2 separate regions of the Rattus norvegicus genome follow, and region 1 is linked to region 2. Evidence: chromatin contacts called from public Hi-C data. All regions are on one chromosome and are shown on one strand. The core of a region is the stretch at or near the end of the contact, and the rest is flanking DNA. Distances in the headings are between cores, read along the strand shown.

Region 1 (2,876 bases), core at 284-2,783, 45 kb after region 2:
AATATAGACAATGCAGTGCTTCTTAAAACAGCAAACCCAAGACTTCCAGGAGCTAAACTGGTAAAATTGATACTTAGGAACTTGAATTAGCCATCTGTGCTGGGAACCTAGTTCCAAACTGTAAAATTTCATTTGAGATCATTTGGGAACAAACCCACGAAGTAAGCAGAAACTCTCTGTTACTTATCTCTGGTCTGTACAGTGTTTTGTCCAGTGGCCATGGCAAATGGAAGCTCAGCCTGTGAGGAGTTGTCAGGCCTACCTCTGGCAGTCCCCATTGCTACCTACTGCAGGAAGAAGACAGGGCTTTCTGGGCACAGTTATCTGTTCATGGCAGGAGACTCTGTTTACTAGAAGACATACCCATGGACCAGCCAATGCCCTTGCTCTGGTTTCTCACTTCCCAGGAGGCTAAATAACTTGGTTTCCTATGCAGTTTCTCTGCCAGAAGAGTTTGGGCTGACATGAACATCTGGCACACTTCAATTCTTTCACTGTAAGTGAACGAACCAGTTTTCTGATTGTAATATGGATTCCGAGACATTTAGCAGAGGAGAAAGGATGTTCTGATCTGCTGAGTCAAGACTTCTGGTTGGCCCGGTGCCTGCATTCTTACTGTGATTAATGAATGAGCTCTCTCAGCTTTGTGAGATGCAAGCCTCTTGGGGGAAACTCTTTGGTCCTCAAGTCCTAAACTAGATCTTGGTCCAGTGGACTGGGTGCAGACAGTGCTGCTGAGGAACTTTTGGAGTCTGTTGAGCGTCATCCTGAAGTTATCTTTTCAGGTGTCCATTACAATTCATCTTAATGCCTGTTTGAAGGTTATATAAGCAAGTATTTGCTTTTAATTATATTCCCTAGGGGTGTGTGTGTGTGTGCGTGTGGGTGTGTGTGTATGTTTTGGACACAGGCTTTCACTGTGAAACCCTAGTTGATTTAGAACTCACTATAGAAACCAAGGTGACCTCCATTTTGTGTTAGCTCCCCTGCCTCTGGTATTATAGGTATGCACCACCACACCCAGCCATGCAAATGCTTCTTAAAATTTGATGCTCTAACAAATACCATATTAATAAGCTTGGCCTTTATCGAAGGAGAAAAAGAACACAGAGGAAGCAAATGCTTGTGGAGGAAGCAGCCTCTGGGAAATGGGGGGCTTTGTGGACGGTTAATCTGAGGAATGACTTGGTGGGAGAACTTGGACAGTCTATGTTAGACACATTTATCTTTGAACCTATATGGCTGGCTGGGAAGGATGGTATGAGAGACAGCTAAGGGGCTGCCTTTCTGTAATGGGCACTCGCTTCCATCTGTAATGTTTTTTTTTCCCCCTCTTTGTGATGTGTTGCTCCTCAGGCCTGAGAGAGTGAGGTTCAGGTCATCACAATTTACAGATTGACTTCCCTGTCACCTTTCCAGTTGCAAAGCACCTTCTCCAGCCGAGAGGTTATGACCCATTCTGACGCACAGCGTCTACTAAAAGCATGAGTTTAGCAATTTGGAATGGGTGGGGACAAGATTTTTTTTTTTACCCAAGAGCCAAAAGGCTCTGAGTCACAGGAGACCAGAAGTGAATTCTGAAGACGTACATGCTGCCGAGCCAACTGACTCTGTAGATAAATGTATCTGCACTCCAGTGCTACTCATTTGAGTTAGTGATAAGGGAGAAAAAGAACATTTTGTTAATCGCGAGCTTTACTTTTCTTGTCATGTCTAGGAGTTTTCATTTCCCATTCTAAGGCGTGAGCTCAGGCACAGAGCTGCTGAGCAACTAGCTCAAGCCCTACCCAGGGAGAAGACATAGGAGATTATAGAGCGCCCCCTGGTGGGCAGTGGCGAGGGCGTTACCGGGAGTGTGCAGCAGTCAATCCTGCATCTCTAGTGCCTACATCTCTTTTAACAGAGTTGAGTGTGGCCCTCAGGCCAGTGTTCATACGTGGTCAGAACATGCTACAAGACAAGGCTGTCCTTTTGATTTCCTTCTCCACTTTTCTCTCTGCGCTCTGTGGAAACACTGCTAATAAACCACTTCCTGGCTACTCCTACGGTAAAGGTTCTCAACATCAAAAATAACTCGGGGAACAAAACCTGAGACAGAACAAAATCTGACATGTCTCAGGACGGGACACACTTGATTTGAAATTTTTAAGTTAAAAATCTACCGGAGGAAGGCACCTCTGAATTGATAAACTATTTATTACTAAGACTTAGACAAAACTGGTTGTATTTGTTTTAAAGTAAAACTTGACTCCTTGATGCAAACAATGAAAAGAAGGAAAGCTAGGAGGCTGCATGGCACCGTGGGCAGAGGGCAGCTCTAATGTCAGAGGGAAAATCTCTAGAGTTTGGCTAATATCAAAGAAGAGCAGCACTGACCAAGGCCCCTTCCGAAGCCCAGGTTTTTGGATACGTTAGGCACAGCTCTTCTTTCTTTCTGTTTCAGCTTGGAATGTCGCTGATTTTGTGCATGTGTGATGCTGGGGATTGAGGACTGGGGATTGGGGACTGGGGATTGGGGACTGTGCATGCTAGGACAGGCACTTCACACCGAGCTGTATTTAGCCCCAGCCTTGATTCTTTGATTTTTAGCACTTTGAGATATAGTATTCCTATTTTCAAAATAAGGATAATAATAACTCTTGGCTTCTTTGGCTCTCTATGAAATTTCTACTAATGGTTGGGCTATTTACAAAGTACATATAATTTGTGAGTCGAAAACTGAGTACTGGGTGGGCAGGATGGCTCAGTGGGTAAAGAGGTGTTTGCTAACAAGCCTGATGATTGGGTTCAATTTCTGAAACCCACATAGTGGAAAGAGAGAACAGGCCCACACTATGAATGACACATGCACACAACCTCAAATAAGTAAATATAGA
Region 2 (3,022 bases), core at 216-2,715:
ATCTGGGTTCTCAGGAAGAGTGGTTAACTGCTAAACCATTTCTCAAGTTCTGTTTGGTTTTTTATAAAGGGTCTCACTATTTTTGTAATGCTGGCCTAGAACTCAAATATGTAGCCTAGGCTGGCTTTAGTTTATAAAATCTGCTTTCCTTTTGTCTTTAGAGCTGGGATTAAAGGCATGTGTCACCACTTTTCATTTCAATCCATTTATTTAAAATATTTAACTGTTAAAGAATTAATTTTCATATAGAGCATAGGAGAAAGCCTATGTTTCCTAGTATCATTTAGTGAAGAGATTGTCATTCTTCGGCGTGTATGTTCTTGGAACCTTATGTAAAAAAAATCAAATGGCTGTAAATACATGGATTCATTTTTAGGTTTTCTGTTATTTGGAACTGTGTTGGGTCTGTGTCATTTTATGTAGGACAGTGATTCTCAGGCCACGTTAGATGAATCAAAGGAGTATTCTTTCTTAGCTTCAAAAGAGTAGCTCTGGTAGCCGGGCATGATGACATAAACCCATAATTATAGCACTTAGGAGGTGGATGCAAGATGATCAGGAATTCAAGGCCAGCCGGGACTACATAGCAAGTTTGAGATCCTCTGAAACTACATGAGAGAAAACAATAGAAATGTAAAGTGCTATTTTGGTGAGCAACTCCTAAGCGTTGTATTTTGTGAGCTTGTTGGAATAAGGAATATCACTGGAATATACAAAAGTAAATAGAAATAGATAGTCTTTTACATTGAGAATTTTTATTGTGTTGGTTGGTGGTGCACACCTTCAATCTCAGCACTTAGGAAGCAGGGGCAGGTAGATAACCTGAGTTTGAGGTGAGAGTTGTTCAGGACAGCCAGTGCTACCCAGAGAAGCCCTATCTTGAAAAACATAACAAGAATGTATATATGAAATGTGTTACTTGGAGGGGTAAGCATAATGGGGATTAATGGTACCTCTCACAGTAGTAAACATATCCTTTCTCCTTATTAAACAATTTTGAGTCACTTTCAGATTGATTCTCAAAGAGTGTTTCTCAGAGAAAATTATGTATTCATGGAATATTAGAAAGGATTTCTCTGGTCAGGGCCCAGGAGCAGTTGGGACAATTATTTCTAATGAAGATCATGGTCACCATGTTAAGAGTAGTCTACTCTTAGTGAAGTAGGGGGAAACCAAGTGTAAGGATAGTTGAAGTAAGCAAAACTTAGGTAGTTTTTAAAGGTAGGTATTATTGCCAGAATTAGTGAATCATTAGGGCAATTCCAGGGCTTTAGTTCTATTTGGAAAATTAATTGATAACTTTATTCAATGTCCTGTCAAATCGAATGTCAGTTTACTTCAGGAAGTTATAAGACAGAATCTAGAATCTGTCCAAATATAAAGAACTACATAAAGATATTTTAGCAATGATGCTAAACCAAATCACTTGCTATCTTTGGAAAGAAGCAGAGCTCCCCAAAATAGCAAATGATTTGTTTGGTGACATTTAGAATTAGACTAAGATATTGGATCCCTAGGCCTGAGCTTTATGTAGAAAGGGGAACAGATAATTAAAACAGTTAAAACCTAACAATTACATTGAGAAATAACTGTTTTGGTATAAATACTGAAACTAGTTTGTTTTGTGGACAGTCCATTACTAGTGAAACCTCAGTCTCCTGTCCATGTGTTAGGTTGGTTGGTTTGAGTTGAGAATTATGTAGAATTTCAGATTTGTAGAAATTAGGTTTTTATACTTGCCTTGAGTGCTAAAGTAGGAGAGCATTAGATATAATGGTCTCCTTTATGAAATAAAAGATGAGGTGGTGTTGGTTCAGTCAGTAAAGCACCTGCTGCTCAAGCTTCAAGACCTTGGCTAGTACCCACGTAAAACCCAGGAATGGGTGCACATCTGACCAGCCTTACCCTTTTAGTGAGGATGGGAAGGTTTTTAGAGCCCAAGGAAGATGCCAACATTGACCTTTGGCCTTTACATGGACATGCACGGTGAACACCTGATGCACTGCATACACTCACTGTTTTGGGAGAAAGTAGACAATGAAATTATTTAGACAAGATGGTACAGTTTAAAATATAGTTTGAAAGAAATGTGTAATAATGGGTTAATAAGGCAGTTTAGGGGAACTATTCATTTAAGAAGGCAAGTTAATTTGTATACACAAGTGGGCAAGTAGACTGGTGGTCTCTACCCTGTTGCATATTGGTCACGGTCACTGGCTTATGTAGAAAGCTGGTTCTACTTTTGATGGTCTTTCTTGCAGATTACTAACGATTTGTTTCTTATAATTTGAAATACATATTTTAAAATTTTGATTTATGTATTTTGCCTACATCTGTGTATTGTACTTTACTTACCTGTTGTCTGTGTAGTTCAGAAGAGGGCTTTCCATCTCCTGGAACTGGAGTTAGAGGGAGTAGTGAGTTATCCTGTGTGTGTCAAGTCAGTGCTCTTAACCATTTTTCTACAAATTGGTATCTGCTGCCACCAGGCATAAAATGTAAATCTTTTTAACAGGGAGAACGAAGTTGAAGAGGTTAAGGAAGAGGGTCCAAAAGAGATGACTTTGGATGAGTGGAAAGCTATTCAAAATAAAGACCGAGCAAAAGTAGAATTTAATATCCGAAAACCAAATGAAGGTGCTGATGGACAATGGAAAAAGGGATTTGTTCTGCATAAATCAAAAAGTGAAGAGGTATTGTTTAAATTTGTTCAGATGTGATTTGAATTATTTTTGTTTTTAATGAATATGGATAACTTTTTTTTTTTTTTTTTTTTTGGAGATAGGGATTTCTTCCTGTGTGTAACTCTGGCTGTTTTGGAACTTGCTTTGTAGGCAGATCTGGCCTTGAACTTCAGATTCACCGGCTTCTGACTCTAAGTGCTAGGATTAAAGGCCTCAACTGCTTGGTTAATATGATAGGTTTTTAAGCTTTTTAAAAAATGATTTATTTATTTTATTTACACGAGTACACTGTAGTTGTTGACACAGCAGAAGAGGGCATCAGATCCCATTACAGATGG

Evidence for each region. Hi-C and Micro-C count contacts between places; a contact is called where the count stands out from the background.
Region 1: a Hi-C map of Schwann cells shows a contact between it and region 2, with 2.9 times the contacts expected there. The contact joins two enhancer-like sites. A contact is called at or near these places in 5 of 12 Hi-C or Micro-C datasets (the A7r5 cell line, Schwann cells, frontal cortex and 2 more).

The regions. Positions count from the first base shown.
Region 1 is chr4:97,783,563-97,786,438 of GRCr8, forward strand. All of the region lies in intron 9 of Il12rb2 (interleukin 12 receptor subunit beta 2), which reads right to left. Among named protein-coding and RNA genes, the nearest start is that of Serbp1, 54 kb to the left of the region's middle. Within about 2 kb of position 1,534, at least 6 of the 93 cell types and tissues checked have an H3K27ac peak or open chromatin away from gene starts, as enhancers often do.
Region 2 is chr4:97,739,091-97,742,112 of GRCr8, forward strand. Serbp1 (Serpine1 mRNA binding protein 1) reads left to right here. Exons shown (of 8, transcript NM_145086.1): 6 at 2,516-2,693. Among named protein-coding and RNA genes, the nearest start is that of Serbp1, 9.3 kb to the left of the region's middle. Within about 2 kb of position 1,466, at least 4 of the 93 cell types and tissues checked have an H3K27ac peak or open chromatin away from gene starts, as enhancers often do.